2 separate regions of the Zea mays genome follow, and region 2 is linked to region 1. The links are chromatin contacts, called in public Hi-C maps. All regions are on one chromosome and are shown on one strand. The core of a region is the stretch at or near the end of the contact, and the rest is flanking DNA. Distances in the headings are between cores, read along the strand shown.

Region 1 (3,214 bases), core at 522-3,021:
CTATCTACCAATCTATATGCTGGTCGTCATGAATCAAATAATTATACCTGAATTTGTCTGCATGTGTAATTTTCTCATGAAAACGCTGAAACTGCATGTCACTATATATATCCTTTATAGTTTTGAGACAAATTGAATAATAGGACACTTGGAAATTCAGTACGTATATTCTGGACCGTACACGGAGCATATATATATATACTGGATCCCCAAGGGTCCTGAAAAATCGCTGGGTGCGTGTGTGTGTTAACCGTTTGTGCTCACCCAGGGACCATAGGATACTTTGAAGCCCCGAGGTGGTTCTTGGCCTGGTGGATGTCCGTGTGGCAGATCCCGCAGTAGAGCACCTTCACCACCACATCTTCAGGGCCTGTGTTCCTGTTGTCACCACCACAACACATCCCATATGAAAAAGAGACAAGTGTTAGTTTTTTTTTCTTGCCGAAGACTAGCACCATGTAGAATTATGCATATATGAATCGCGCCACAGTTGTACGTTGGATAGTGCTAGTAGTCGTCGATGGCATGAGAAATAATAATAAAAGGGTAATCGGTATTATTACTGCGAGTACAAATGGATGGTGATCGCGACAGGCGGTAGGTAGCTGCAGATATCAGTAGTTACGTATCTTACCTACAAGTTCACACGCTGCTGGGTCTGTACGAGACGTCAAGCACGTGCAGTGCTGTGCAGGAGCAGTACCCATATATTAATGTTCGAAACAAAATGCCATGTAGAAGAGAAGCATACGTGCAGTGTACGCTCGCCCAACCTGCTCTGCTTGTGTGCTATCTTGTCCAGTATCCGTATTTGGCATATGCATGTGCACTATCTAGAGTTGGACCGCAAGAAGTTGAAGACGTATCATATATGCATGATGCAACACAGCGCATAATGCTCTTGTTGTGGACTAAGGGGGTGTTTGGTTACACCCTGCTAAAATTTAGTCTCTGTCCCATCGAATGTTTGAACCTCTGTTCCGGGTATTAAATGTAGTCGGATTATAAAACTAATTTGTCAGCCGAAGATTAAAAGACGAGACGAATCTAGTCTAGTTGGTTGGGTCTATATTTCATACTCCTATTTAAAAGTAAAACGCTTGATGTGACCCGGACTAAACTTTAGCAGGAGCAACCAAACACCCCCTAAAACATATCGTACGCGTATAGATAATAATAACTGCAACGAATCAGGTACTCCCATATATGCAACAGACTAACAGAGTGCTCCCCCAAATTAAAACCCGCCGCCGCTACGCTACGTACGTACTCCTAGTCATCTTCCGTTGCAAGTTGATCGAAAATATGCCCCAAGTCCCTTTTTATTTTTCATCAAAAAAAACATCAATCAAATTTTCTGTTCTTCCCGAGAACTCGGAGAACTACTGGAGGAGGCGCGTGCAGAAACTAACCGTCTCTCGTCCTCCTGGATCCATCCATTTGCGTGTTTGCAAAAGGGCGGAGACAGTCGGACATATACAGACGGGAGGGACTGGAGGAGAGGACAAACACGAGGGCGCCGGCGCGGCGTAGTACCTGAGGGTGTAGGAGTAGGGGGAGAGGTGTCCGGTGGCGTCCCTGGCGGCCCACCCGACCACCTTCCTCTCGGACGCCAGGCTCCCCATTCGATTCGGGATCGGCGCGGCGGGGACGACGACGACGGAGCGGGTGGCGGGCGATGGAGACGAGCCCGCACCAGGTGGTGTAGCTAGCCTTCGTCGGAGTTGGGAAAGAAAGCCGCGCGAGCGCCGGGTAGTGCGATCTTTCTGGGTAAGGAAAAGATGCTTGAGCAGGGTGCGTGCTATATAGTGGCTGCGAGCTCGATCGGCACTGTGCAAAGTGGCAACTCCTCCGCTCCAGGCTACCTGTACCTACTACCTTTCCAGCATGATCTTCTGTGCCCGCTGCAGGAGAAAATCAGTACTCCCTCCGGTTTCCTATTAGTTGTCGTTTAGGACAACGACACGGTCTCCAAAATATAACTTTGACCAATATTTTTTGTTAAAATACAAATGAACTCTTAATACATTTATACTTTTATAAAAGTACGTTTTATAACAAATTGGTGCATATAAATATTAGGTTCCAAAACTAAATAACAAAATAGTTATTTGTAGTCAAAATTTTATAAGTTTGACTCGAACTTTATTCAAAACGATAACTAATAGGAAACCAGAGGAAGTAAGACTTTCGTCTTTCGAGGAGGTCTACCAAACGGGAAGAAGCCAAGCCCTTCTAAAATAGACCCGGCTTCTCTGAAATTAATGTCTTTAGACAGGAAATACAAAAAGAATACGTTATACGTACCAAAATGATCCAATAACTGTGATTCCACTGGCTGGAAATTGTACACAACTCGGACGATACCAAACGCATGGGCGTGGCTTCACGATGCTAGCTAGCTAGCTAGCTAGGTCAATGAAGAAAAATACAAGTCACGGGTCCTTAGACCGTGTCCATAAATCCACTAATGTCGTCACATAAAACACTTCACAATATAAACTATGAAAGTTGATTTTAAATATGGGGATTAATCGAGATGCTGGAAATAGTCTTATGGGTTGAGAAATTGGGTAAGTGCATTTCCACTCGACTACGAGGTGTGTGACAAATTGTCACCCAAGTGCCGAGTGGTCGCTGATGTTTCAATCCAACTGTTAAAAGGTTAAACCATGACGCGTGCGGTAGTAGTAGTATCGGTATTCAACTATTCACGTAAGCGGCATCATTGGTATGGTAAATTGAGGCACATATGTCGTTTAGGCCCCGATTAAATTGGCCATTTAAACAATAAGAAGTGGTGTACACGATCTAAACGAAACAGACATAAGAAAGATTGGACCGGGCAACCAAACAATTCATTCATAATTTAACCAATAGGAGGATCCCATCCACCATACTCCGGCTGGCAACCAACTAATTGGCATCTCAGTATATTAAAGGGGATAGGATGATTTAGTTTCATTTGCCCGCTTTTTTTAAAAAAAATACACTTACATACATATCATTGGGCTATCTGAGGAGCTTCAGCTTCTCGGAAGAAAATCTCATCAAAGGCTTTTATAATGTCATCTCATTCATGCTACAATTAGGAGAGTTTCTCTATTTGCGCTAAGAGCTGGAGCTAAAAATGTGCTTCATTTATATTCTAGTGAAGATAATAGAGAATCGATTTTCACCAGCTCTTCACTCTGCTTTCTCCTAGAAATCAAAT
Region 2 (3,214 bases), core at 372-2,871, 64 kb after region 1:
GTAGCTCTGTCCCTATGAAGAAATGGGAGCAAAAGAAAGATGAATCTGGCTCTGCAGTCGAACTGAAGAAGTTCAGCGCAGTTAGTGTAGTCTGAATTTTCAGACTAGAAATAGTATCTGGCAGAGAATGAATTTCAGTGTTAGTGATCAGTTTAGAGTTCCTGTGCAGCAAAGTCCTGTGGTTTTGAATTGAGAGTTTTGTGGCAAAATGGGAGATCACGATAGGTGAATAAATTCCTTTAAGCCATGGGAACCTGGTGCTGTATAAACTTAGGAGAAAAAGGAAGGCTAAGTTGATCCTACTATTGACCTGAACTTGTTCAGACTTGAGTAAAAAGAAATCTACAACAGAAATATTTCCATTTTCTAGTTTTTGTGGGGAGTTTTGGGGTGATCATGTGGGATATTTTTGCTGTCCACACGAGGGGGAAAACGGTGCAGAACTGGAACTCATCTAGAAACTGGTGACTCAGCTGTTGATTTGTTGTGCTGTCAGTAAATGGAGCCCCATTCTTTTACCCTCTCTGCTCAGCGAGTAAAGATCTGCTTCAACTAGTCCTTGTGCTTGGGGTTATGTGGGGTATTTTTACTGCCCAAGTGCCAGACTGAAACTTATCTTGAAGGTGGTGACGCAGCTGCTTGAAATTGCTGTCAAAGCCATACTAAACCACCACACCGTGTCCCTCTGTTCATGAATCCTGGGTGGAAGATAGTAGTGCAACCACGTGCCATAACTCTGTCTTTGTTGGAATTCCAGAGCCCTCCTTAACCGGCTCCTAGTGAACCCATCGTGCACACTATGTCTTGCTTGGAGTATTGGGTCTAAAACCATTCCTGCCTCTCTCCCATTACTTCGATTCTGGTCATTTGAAACTGAATAACTGGTGTTCTATGACCATTCCAACTCTCTACTAAACATCACAGGGGTGTCCCAGTCCTATATCGTTGGTTGCCTTGGACGTGATGACCACGCCGAGCCTTTTCACCCTTTCACCGTGGTTAGCTGCTTCAAGGGTAAATTTCTTTTGCCCTATTTGTGTTCTATAGCCATTAAGTACTCGTAAATCTCTCTGGCCGAGCCGTTTAAAGTTTCTCGTGGTGCAGTGCTTAGAAAGATATAGAATCTTTGGTGAATGCTGTTGTCTAGCATGTCCGCGTCGACCAACGAGGCTAGTGTTCCCCAAGTCAGTCAGTGTAAGAATCACATGTTAGATGTATTGTTGATGCTAGCCGCGGCATCGGATTAAACGCTACTGCCAAATGGCCTTGGGCGTAGCTTAACCAAGGTTGCGCTCCTCCTGTCGTCGGATATAGATGGGGTTCAGGGTCAGCATAGATCAACCCGGTTGAGGGGATTAGTCAACTAAGGCCAAAGTTGGTGCGGGAATGTTTATTTCCAATAGAGTAGGTTACCTGTGGCGAACGCTGGTGCCATGGCCAGGTGCTCGACCTAGGGTACCACCGGAGGTGAGTAGAGGACCGGGACTCACAAATGAAGGAATAGAGGAGGGTCTCGGCATTAGATGTCAGTGAAACAAGAAACTAGGGCACCAGACTTTTGCGCTGTTAACTGATCTTACGAGGAGATGTTAGTAAAAAAAATTCCATATACGGTCGTTGGCGACCTGTGCGCGGCTGTTTTCCCTGTGTGCAGGGGCCAAGCCCATAAGTTTCAGCCCATCACTGTTAAGTCATTTTTCTTTTTCTTTTACCCGACATCAAATATCTTACACTAGAAAATGTAGAAAAATGATAACATAGTGAAACAAATTTTTCAGAGTCCATGAAAACCTGTAGTTCCTGTAAAAATTAGCTATAGGGTTTTTGCAGCAACTGTTAGTTTTTTGATTTATTTAGAAGTACCTTTAAGTGGCTTAAATGAATTTTAGAAATAGAAATATAGCTTCAAAAATATTGAAAATTTGTGGGTAAGTTTAATATGTCTAAGATGGAGCTGGGTAAAAAAATTGGAATGTATTTGGAGTTGGTTTTCCCATAGGACATTAAAATAGTTAAAAGAGAAATATAAAATCCAGAAATCTAGTGTTAATATATGTATAAAAGGAGTTAGTACCTATAAATTGATGGGCAGCAAATTTAGTGATTCTTAGTATGTTTAGTCCTCTGGTTGGTCCAACTAAATTCAGTTTAGACCGTTAGATCAAATGTTAAGTATAAGTATAGGTAAGCTTATCATGTGCTTAATTAGGGATGTTTATGTTCCCCACCTCTCCTTTATGAGAGTTTGCATTTCATGTCATTACATAAGCATCCATGTATTTGTAATTGACTTGTAGAATACCTAGAAGAAGTGGCATTGAAGAAGAAGCCTGCTCCAAGTACTGTTGATCTAGTGGTGGAATTCCATCTAACTAATTGTCGTGATAGAAGGGTTTTGGATCTTCTCCTGCAAAAAGGCAAGCCCCGGTGCATTTGCCACCCTCCTTGTATTTACAAAATTTTATCACTTATATGATGCATTAGGTGATAGGAGTTGATTGATTAAACACTTGATGCATTACCATTCCTTGAAAGAATTGATTACCATACCTTGTCACCTGATTTATAAAAGCTAGAGATGCTTAATCATGCGATAGATTAAAAAATGTTTTTGATCTATGACTCATAATTGCCAAAAGAAAATTGGCTTGGGATAATGAAGGAATCATCTGCAGTGAGAAATTCATTATCCAGGCATGGCCCCTTTGTCAGGTGCCAAATGTTTTGAGAAATAGCATAAGTAAACTTGAGGCCAGGCGGTTGACTTGCACCAGAACGGTGTCTGGTTGTAGTGTCACCGTCTGTGTCGATTAAGGACTGTACCGATTGAAGGCCTATTGATCTAGGACCTTTTAGCTGGCCACATACCTCGTCATGGGTAAGCCCGAACCCGGCTATTCCATACGTGAAAAGACAACAGCGCACCGGGCGTGGGAGATGGTGGGACTAGCAGTTATCCTCCTAGCAAGAGGCTGGATGGTAGGGTAATGTGCTCCCAGGTAGCGCGGACCAGTTCATGTAGTGGAGGATCCAAGGGAAGGGTTGACATATGCAAGGGTTAAGTGCTACATATGTCATGTGGTTGGAGATCCCCTGCTGGGTATTAATCGATTGGGTTAATTGTATACATGCCACTCAACTTTTGCAAATTCTAATCGATTCGGATCGCCGTTACTTCTCTGTTATGAAGACTGGATCACTGCTCTGCATCGTA

What was found. A called contact is a pair of places that touch in the nucleus more often than the background predicts.
Region 2: a contact with region 1 is called in a Hi-C map of leaf, with 3 times the contacts expected there. The contact joins the enhancer-like site here to the promoter of LOC542663 in region 1. A contact is called at or near these places in 7 of 25 Hi-C or Micro-C datasets (bundle sheath, ear, endosperm and 2 more).

The regions. Positions count from the first base shown.
Region 1 is chr5:101,209,917-101,213,130 of Zm-B73-REFERENCE-NAM-5.0, forward strand. It overlaps LOC542663 (cinnamyl alcohol dehydrogenase), which reads right to left and starts at 1,772. Exons shown (of 4, transcript NM_001112184.2): 1 at 1,537-1,772; 2 at 265-378. The coding sequence starts at 1,625.
Region 2 is chr5:101,274,245-101,277,458 of Zm-B73-REFERENCE-NAM-5.0, forward strand. No RefSeq gene overlaps it. Among protein-coding and RNA genes, the nearest start is that of LOC103626754, 18 kb to the left of the region's middle. Within about 2 kb of position 1,622, at least 5 of the 20 cell types and tissues checked have an H3K27ac peak or open chromatin away from gene starts, as enhancers often do. A contact at or near this core is called in leaf, where this site is marked.